Regions from separate parts of the Anas platyrhynchos genome. Here region 1 is linked to region 2. Evidence: chromatin contacts called from public Hi-C data. All regions are on one chromosome and are shown on one strand. Each heading gives the region's core, a stretch centred on a gene start, on an enhancer-like site or on the middle of the called end of the contact. The rest is flanking DNA. Distances are from core to core; before and after follow the strand shown. Region 1 holds the start of ARRDC3 (arrestin domain containing 3). Region 2 has its middle 78 kb from the start of ARRDC3.

Region 1 (3,074 bases), core at 506-3,005, 78 kb after region 2:
GGGGGGGAGGAAAGGGGGGCAAAGGGGGGAAGCGCGAGCCCTGTCAGCACCCCAACCCCCGCCAGCCAATCAGCGGCTGGCATCGCCCTAGCAACAAGGCAACAAACGGCGAGCGGCCAATCAGGCGGCGCGCGGGGGGCGGGGCTCCGGCCGCCAGCTCTGAGGGGAGGCAGTCGGTGGGAGGCGGCGGAGCGGGGCGGGTGTGGGGCTGCGCTGCCCGGCTCATGGCGGAGCCGCCGGGAGCCGCCGGCCGCTGTGCCCCGCTCCGTCCACACGCACCGCGAGGTGCCGAGCCGCAGCGGTGGGCGGCTGGGACGGGGCCGCCGCCCCCCCCGCAGGGCGTACGGGGAGCAGCCGCAAGGGACGGGTTGGGGGTTGCTGTGAGGGCTGCCTGAGGTTGGAGGCAGGAGTTGAAAGAAAAGATTAACAAAAAAAGAAAAACAACACGAAAAGGGGGGTTAACGTGGGTGGCAGGCGTTAAGAATTTAAAATAAGGGGGTGGCAGGCGTTAAGAATTTAAAATAAGGGGGGTAAAAGATAAGGGAGGTTGTGGTGTGCTTCTGCACAGCTCCGTGCAGGGTGCAGGAGAAACTTCTGCAGAAGAAGAGCTCGCAGGGAGAAAAAAAAACAAAGCAAAAAACAAAAAGCAACAAGCAATAATAAGATAAAAAAAGACAGGTTTCTCCTCAGGAGGAAGGGGAGCAGCAGCCGGCTCGTCCCCGAGGCGGAGCGGAGCCACCCCAGCCGCGCAGCAAGAAAGGGGGGAGGGGGCACCCCAAAAAGCAGTGATAATAATAAAAAATACCAATTAAAGAGGGGTCTGCGGAGCGCCCCCCATTACATAACCGGCTCGGGGACTATTTTCCTGTGCTAGGCATTAAGTCATCGCCACCACCTGACGCGCGCAGCCAATCTCCGCCGCCGAGCGGCAGCAGCAGCAGCACCCCCCCCACCCCCCCCATCCCCTCCCCTCCCCTTCTCGCCAGGACCGGTCCCAAACAGGATTGAACCGCTTCTAACAAAGGGTGGAAACTTCGCAAAAACAACCCCGGAGTGCCCCCCAAGAGTTTTTTTTTTTTTTTTTTTTCTTTTTTTTTCTTGTCCTCACCCTCCTCAATCAATCGCACACACACACACACAGGCGGCGGGGATGCTGCGGGGCAGGGCAGGGCGATGCAGGGCGCGGCGGTGCCCGGCCGGGGCAGAGCCCCCCCCTCACCTCGCTCCTGTCCGATGAGGACGTCCTTGTGGTTGAAGTACTCGACCTCCTCGGTGTAGTTCTGCGTGTAGGCGGTGTTGGAGCCGGCGTTGCGCGACTCGGTCCAGCGCACCTTGGCGTGGCCCCGCGCGTGGATCTTGAGCGACTTGACGCGGATCTCCCCCGTCACTTCTAGGCTGACCCTTCCTGAGACCGTGTCCCCGCTGGAGTACACGGGGACGTTGCTGTCGTTCAGACAGTCGAAGCTTATCGTCAGGCTCTTCACCTTCCCCAGCACCATGGTGTACGGCGAACGCGTACAGAAATAAAGACGAAAAAAGAATAAAAATAAAAAAAAAAAAACAACACGAGAAGGCGATGCGAGGGAGGCTCCGCCACGCACGGCCGGCGGGCAGGCTCGGCGCCGACCCTACAGCCCCGGCATGGGGCGGGCTGCGGCGGCCCGGCCCGGCCCTGCTGCCGGCGCTCGGCAGCGCTCGGGAGCGCTCGGAGCCGCCCGGCTGCGCTGCGCCCTGCTCACAAAGACGGGGCCGCGCCGCCGGCTCCCCGCTATAAGCGCGAAGAGCGGAGCCCGGCCACGCCCCCTCCCGCCTAGGCCACGCCCCCTCCACCGAGGCCACGCCCCCCCTCGCCGAGGCCACGCCCCCCTCCGGCCCCGCCGCCGCCGCCGGCTGTGTGTGCGCTGTGTGCGTGCGCCCCCTGCTGGCCGCGGGGTGAGGGTGCAGCGCGCTGCGGGCCGTGTCCCTGCCCACGGGGAGCTGCGCGGTCCCAAATTTTGGGAGGGCGTGGGGGTGGCCGTGCTCGGGCAAACCTTGCAGGCTGTGAGGGTTTGAGGTTGCCCCGTTTTTCCGCGCGCTGATGTTGGAACGTGCCCGAGGTGCGCAGCTGTGCTGGTCGGCACGAAGGTTGACCCAGTTTTGGAGGCTGATTTTGTTTTCCTGTTAAAAAGCCGCCGCCGCCACCAAGAAGTATACATCAAGTCCATATTCACCCTGTGTTATGCTCCCACAGCGTCTGAGCTGAGCTCTGGTCTGAAATAATGACCCACTGCCCCAATAAAGACAATTCTGCTTTCGTCATTGTTGTCAGTGTTTTTTCTTTTTCACTTTTCTTTCTCTTGTTCCTTTTCCTTTCCTTTTTTTTTTCTTTTTTTTTCCACCTATTTTATCCTTTTCTCCTTTCTCTTTCTTTGCCTTTTCTCCTTTTTCTTTTCCTTCTTTCTTATTTTTCTTTCTCTTGCTCCTTCTTCCTTTCCTTTCCTTTCCTTTCCTTTCCTTTCCTTTCCTTTCCTTTCCTTTCCTTTCCTTTCCTTTCCTTTCCTTTCCTTTCCTTTCCTTTCCTTTCCTTTCCTTTCCTTTCCTTTCCTTTCCTTTCCTTTCCTTTCCTTTCCTTTCCTTTCCTTTCCTTTCCTTTCCTTTCCTTTCCTTTCCTTTCCTCTCCTCTCCTCTCCTCTCCTCTCCTCTCCTCTCCTCTCCTCTCCTCTCCTCTCCTCTCCTCTCCTCTCCTCTCCTCTCCTCTCCTCTCCTCTCCTCTCCTCTCCTCTCCTCTCCTCTCCTCTCCTCTCCTCTCCTCTCCTCTCCTCTCCTCTCCTCTCCTCTCCTCTCCTCTCCTCTCCTCTCCTCTCCTCTCCTCTCCTCTCCTCTCCTCTCCTCTCCTCTCCTCTCCTCTCCTCTCCTCTCCTCTCCTCTCCTCTCCTCTCCTCTCCTCTCCTCTCCTCTCCTCTCCTCTCCTCTCCTCTCCTCTCCTCTCCTCTCCTCTCCTCTCCTCTCCTCTCCTCTCCTCTCCTCTCCTCTCCTCTCCTCTCCTCTCCTCTCCTCTCCTCTCCTCTCCTCTCCTCTCCTCTCCTCTCCTCTCC
Region 2 (3,243 bases), core at 425-2,924:
TGACTGTGTTCTTTTGCTCTTTCCACAATATTAAATTCTTTCCCTCTTCTCGCAGACAGAAGGGAGGAATGCCAGACAGGAGGGTTTTCTGCTGATCTCTGTGGGTGCTATGCAGATATTCCTGCTCTGATCGAAGGCCTCAAGTCTCGCCTTGCATAGATCGGTAATCTGAGTTCATAAACGAGCAAGAAAAGTTCCTCCCCTGAAAAAAAAAAAAAAAAACAACAAAAAAAAAACACACAGAGGAAGTATTTCAGAGCCGAGGGGTGAGGCAGGCTGGTCTTGCAAGAATCATTAACTCCCTGCTTCTGCACAGACACTCTGGAACAAAAACACATGAAAGCAGGAGACCAAGGGAGTTTTCCTCTGGACATTTCTGAGGGTGGCGTAGAAATATAGCAAATGTCGAGCAGGCTTTTCACACCTACACCAGGATCTTGCCTAAAGGCTTTAGGTTGGGCAAGCTCTAAGTGACAACCTGTGCTTTTAAATGGAAACATTTCTTATGGAAGCTTTTCTGTGCATTTTACCATGGTAATACACAAATTTTACTGTAACTGATTATTTGTTGAGCTGGGACAAAAGAAAAAAAAAAGAAAAAAGAAGAAGAAGAAACCTTTTTGTGTCCCAATTCTGTAATAACTGCTAGGATTGCACAGCTTACAGGCATCACCCATGTCCAGAAGCAGAGATAATCTTCCAAATGAAGGCTTGGTGTAATGCAAACGCTTTCACAGACACGGGTAACTTTCTGGTCCTCAAAGCCTTTAAGTAAGTGCTTCTTCAAGTAGATGTTTGAGTGGATGGGAAGTACAGCTATGTCTGTGCTTAATAACCACATGCTCTGCTGCATCAGGCCTGACGTTTCTGACTCCCAGGAATTTCGTTGACTCCTTTTATGCTTGTCATGCTGCAGAGCAAGCAGAGCCAAATCTCTGCGGTCTGTGGCAGAGCTTGGGGTGCTGAATGGTCCTGGCAGCAGCACAGGCAGCGTGCGGGGGCACAGGGGAGTCAGAGGCACCCCTGTGCCCGTGGAGAAGGGACAACCTGTAACAGCGGGAGCAGGGCATCAAAGCACAGCAGGGACCTGGTGAGGAGTGAGACAGCATACTTTACAGCTCATTTTTTTATTGGACTACCCTGTTCCTGCAACAGCTGTAAAGGTCACTTTAATGAACTGCAAGGATCACCAAAATCAGACTCGGAGTCTGGAGTTAAAATTAGTTTGGGATGGTTTGCAGTGTAGTGATGCTATACTTTTTTTTTTTTTTTTTTTTTTTTTTTCTCTGTTTCTAAACAGGAAACCTGGCTCCTGAAGGTCTTTTTAATTTTCTTCTTCCTGAATCAACTGAAATGAGCATTGGCCATAGCTGATACATCTCATCTACCCGCTAATCCTTAACAGAAGTCTGGCCCTACGGAGCGATTGCAACACTTGCTTGGTTGCGAGAGCCGGGGCTGTAACAGATGCTTCGTTACTCTCAGCGCATGCCACTACATGCTGTGAGAAAGCTTATAAAAGAAGGATGTTTGTTTGATTTTGACTCACCACCATAAATGTTAATACTTCGTGTCACTTCAGTGTGTTGCACAACTGGCCTGGTTAGGGATTTACTGTAAGTGCATCAGCGTTTTCAGGGCAGATCAGCGGGATGGCGTCCGTGGCCAGCATTTGCTGCATCTCCCATCTCTAGGTGGTGCTCAATGGCTTAGGAGCGCGAGATGAGTGTTAGTTACAGACCTAGAGGCACTTTCTGTACAGAAACCATACTGTCTGTAGAAAATCCAGGGTCTTGCTGGTGCGGGTGTCCCCCAGGTGCATTTTGTGGGTGGTGGCTGAGGTGTGCCCGGCAGCCACACCTGGCAGCAGCACCTTCACGGCTGGCCGGGCTTCAACCCACGAGGCCGAGTGCTTCCTCTGATCTCAGGCAGTATTTAAAACTCGATAGAGAGTGTAGACATTTCTTTGTTTCCCTAAGATGAATGAATCCACATCCCTAGTCACCCTGACTGGCTGTACCTAACGCTGCTTACACATGTTGGCACAGAGCACGTAGATGAGGTGAGTGCACAGTTGTATTTCAGGAGTTCATCATCACTGATGTGACAACACGAGTAAATCCACTTTCTTAAAAGATGTTTGAATACATTTTGTATTCAGGTTGCAGAAGTGATGAAAATTATTGAGCTCAACAGACATCTTTCAGGGTATGTTTTGATAAAAAAACAATGTAAAAATTCTGGTTTCGCTTCCCTTGGTGCATATACAAAATAAGCTAATTCATATCAGGGACCTGAACAGAAATCTTCACATAATGTATTTTCTTTAGAACCTAAAGGAGAGCCCCAATATCCCCATGCTCTGCCTCTACCATGCAAATGCTCACTATGCCGGTATCCAAATCCAAAGTCGAAATCCTGCAAAGAAATGCACAGTGCAAAGGATTAAATTGTACCGAGAGCTTCACAGCAACAAAACACGCGTGCACTCAACATAAAACTTTGTTAAGCTGATTGATCATGCAGAGTTTGACTACAAAATTGCTTAATTTCAGGCATATCCTGCCTTCAGATACACTTCCCTACTGCTCAGTCTATAAAGCAGACCTTGAGCTACTACCACAGGTTCTGCTTCAACAGCACTTGTGCAAACCAGTAAGAAATCCCCGGTTTGCTGGCAGCAGACTTTTCATTTTTGTTCTTTCTATTGGTGGTAATGTGTGGTGAAACTTACCATGTGCAACTTTGCACTATTCTACTCAATTCAATATATTATTCTATTGATTTTCACAGGATCAAAGAGAACTTCCCTATTTAATTTAATTGTTCAACCTTATCTTGTATGAGTTAGATACAGCGAAATAATTGCAATGTAATATTCAAGCACTATTGAATGAAATACCTGGAGCTACCAATGTGCTGGAAGTGAGCTGGCAGTTGTGTAAAATGACCTAAAAAACAAAGACTGTTTTTGTTTGCTTGTTTTTTAACCAAGTCAAAGTTGTGTTCATGATAGGATTTTCACAAGTAGTCAAGATTAGGAGAAAAATATTATTTATTTTTATTATTATTATTATTATTATTATTATTATTATTATTATTATTATTATTATTATTATTATTATTATGTTCATATTACTTTTCAGCATTGTACGCTTTCTCTGCACACAGCAAGACTAATGTGGTATCTCTTTGGTGCTGCCATTCTGTTTGGCAGCAAGGGGAAGGTGAATGTGCAGGAGT

Evidence for each region. A called contact is a pair of places that touch in the nucleus more often than the background predicts.
Region 1: a Hi-C map of subcutaneous adipose tissue shows a contact between it and region 2, with 3 times the contacts expected there. The contact joins the promoter of ARRDC3 here to the enhancer-like site in region 2. A contact is called at or near these places in 5 of 8 Hi-C or Micro-C datasets (F5 follicle, liver, skeletal muscle and 1 more).

Annotation. Positions count from the first base shown.
Region 1 is chrZ:82,542,177-82,545,250 of IASCAAS_PekinDuck_T2T, forward strand. ARRDC3 (arrestin domain containing 3) reads right to left here and starts at 1,756. Exons shown (of 8, transcript XM_038170350.2): 1 at 1,220-1,756. The coding sequence starts at 1,499. It overlaps LOC140000621 (a long non-coding RNA gene), which reads left to right and starts at 204. Exons shown (of 2, transcript XR_011805686.1): 1 at 204-474; 2 at 506-684.
Region 2 is chrZ:82,463,872-82,467,114 of IASCAAS_PekinDuck_T2T, forward strand. No RefSeq gene overlaps it. Among named protein-coding and RNA genes, the nearest start is that of ARRDC3, 78 kb to the right of the region's middle. Within about 2 kb of position 1,675, at least 4 of the 8 cell types and tissues checked have an H3K27ac peak or open chromatin away from gene starts, as enhancers often do. A contact at or near this core is called in subcutaneous adipose tissue, where this site is marked.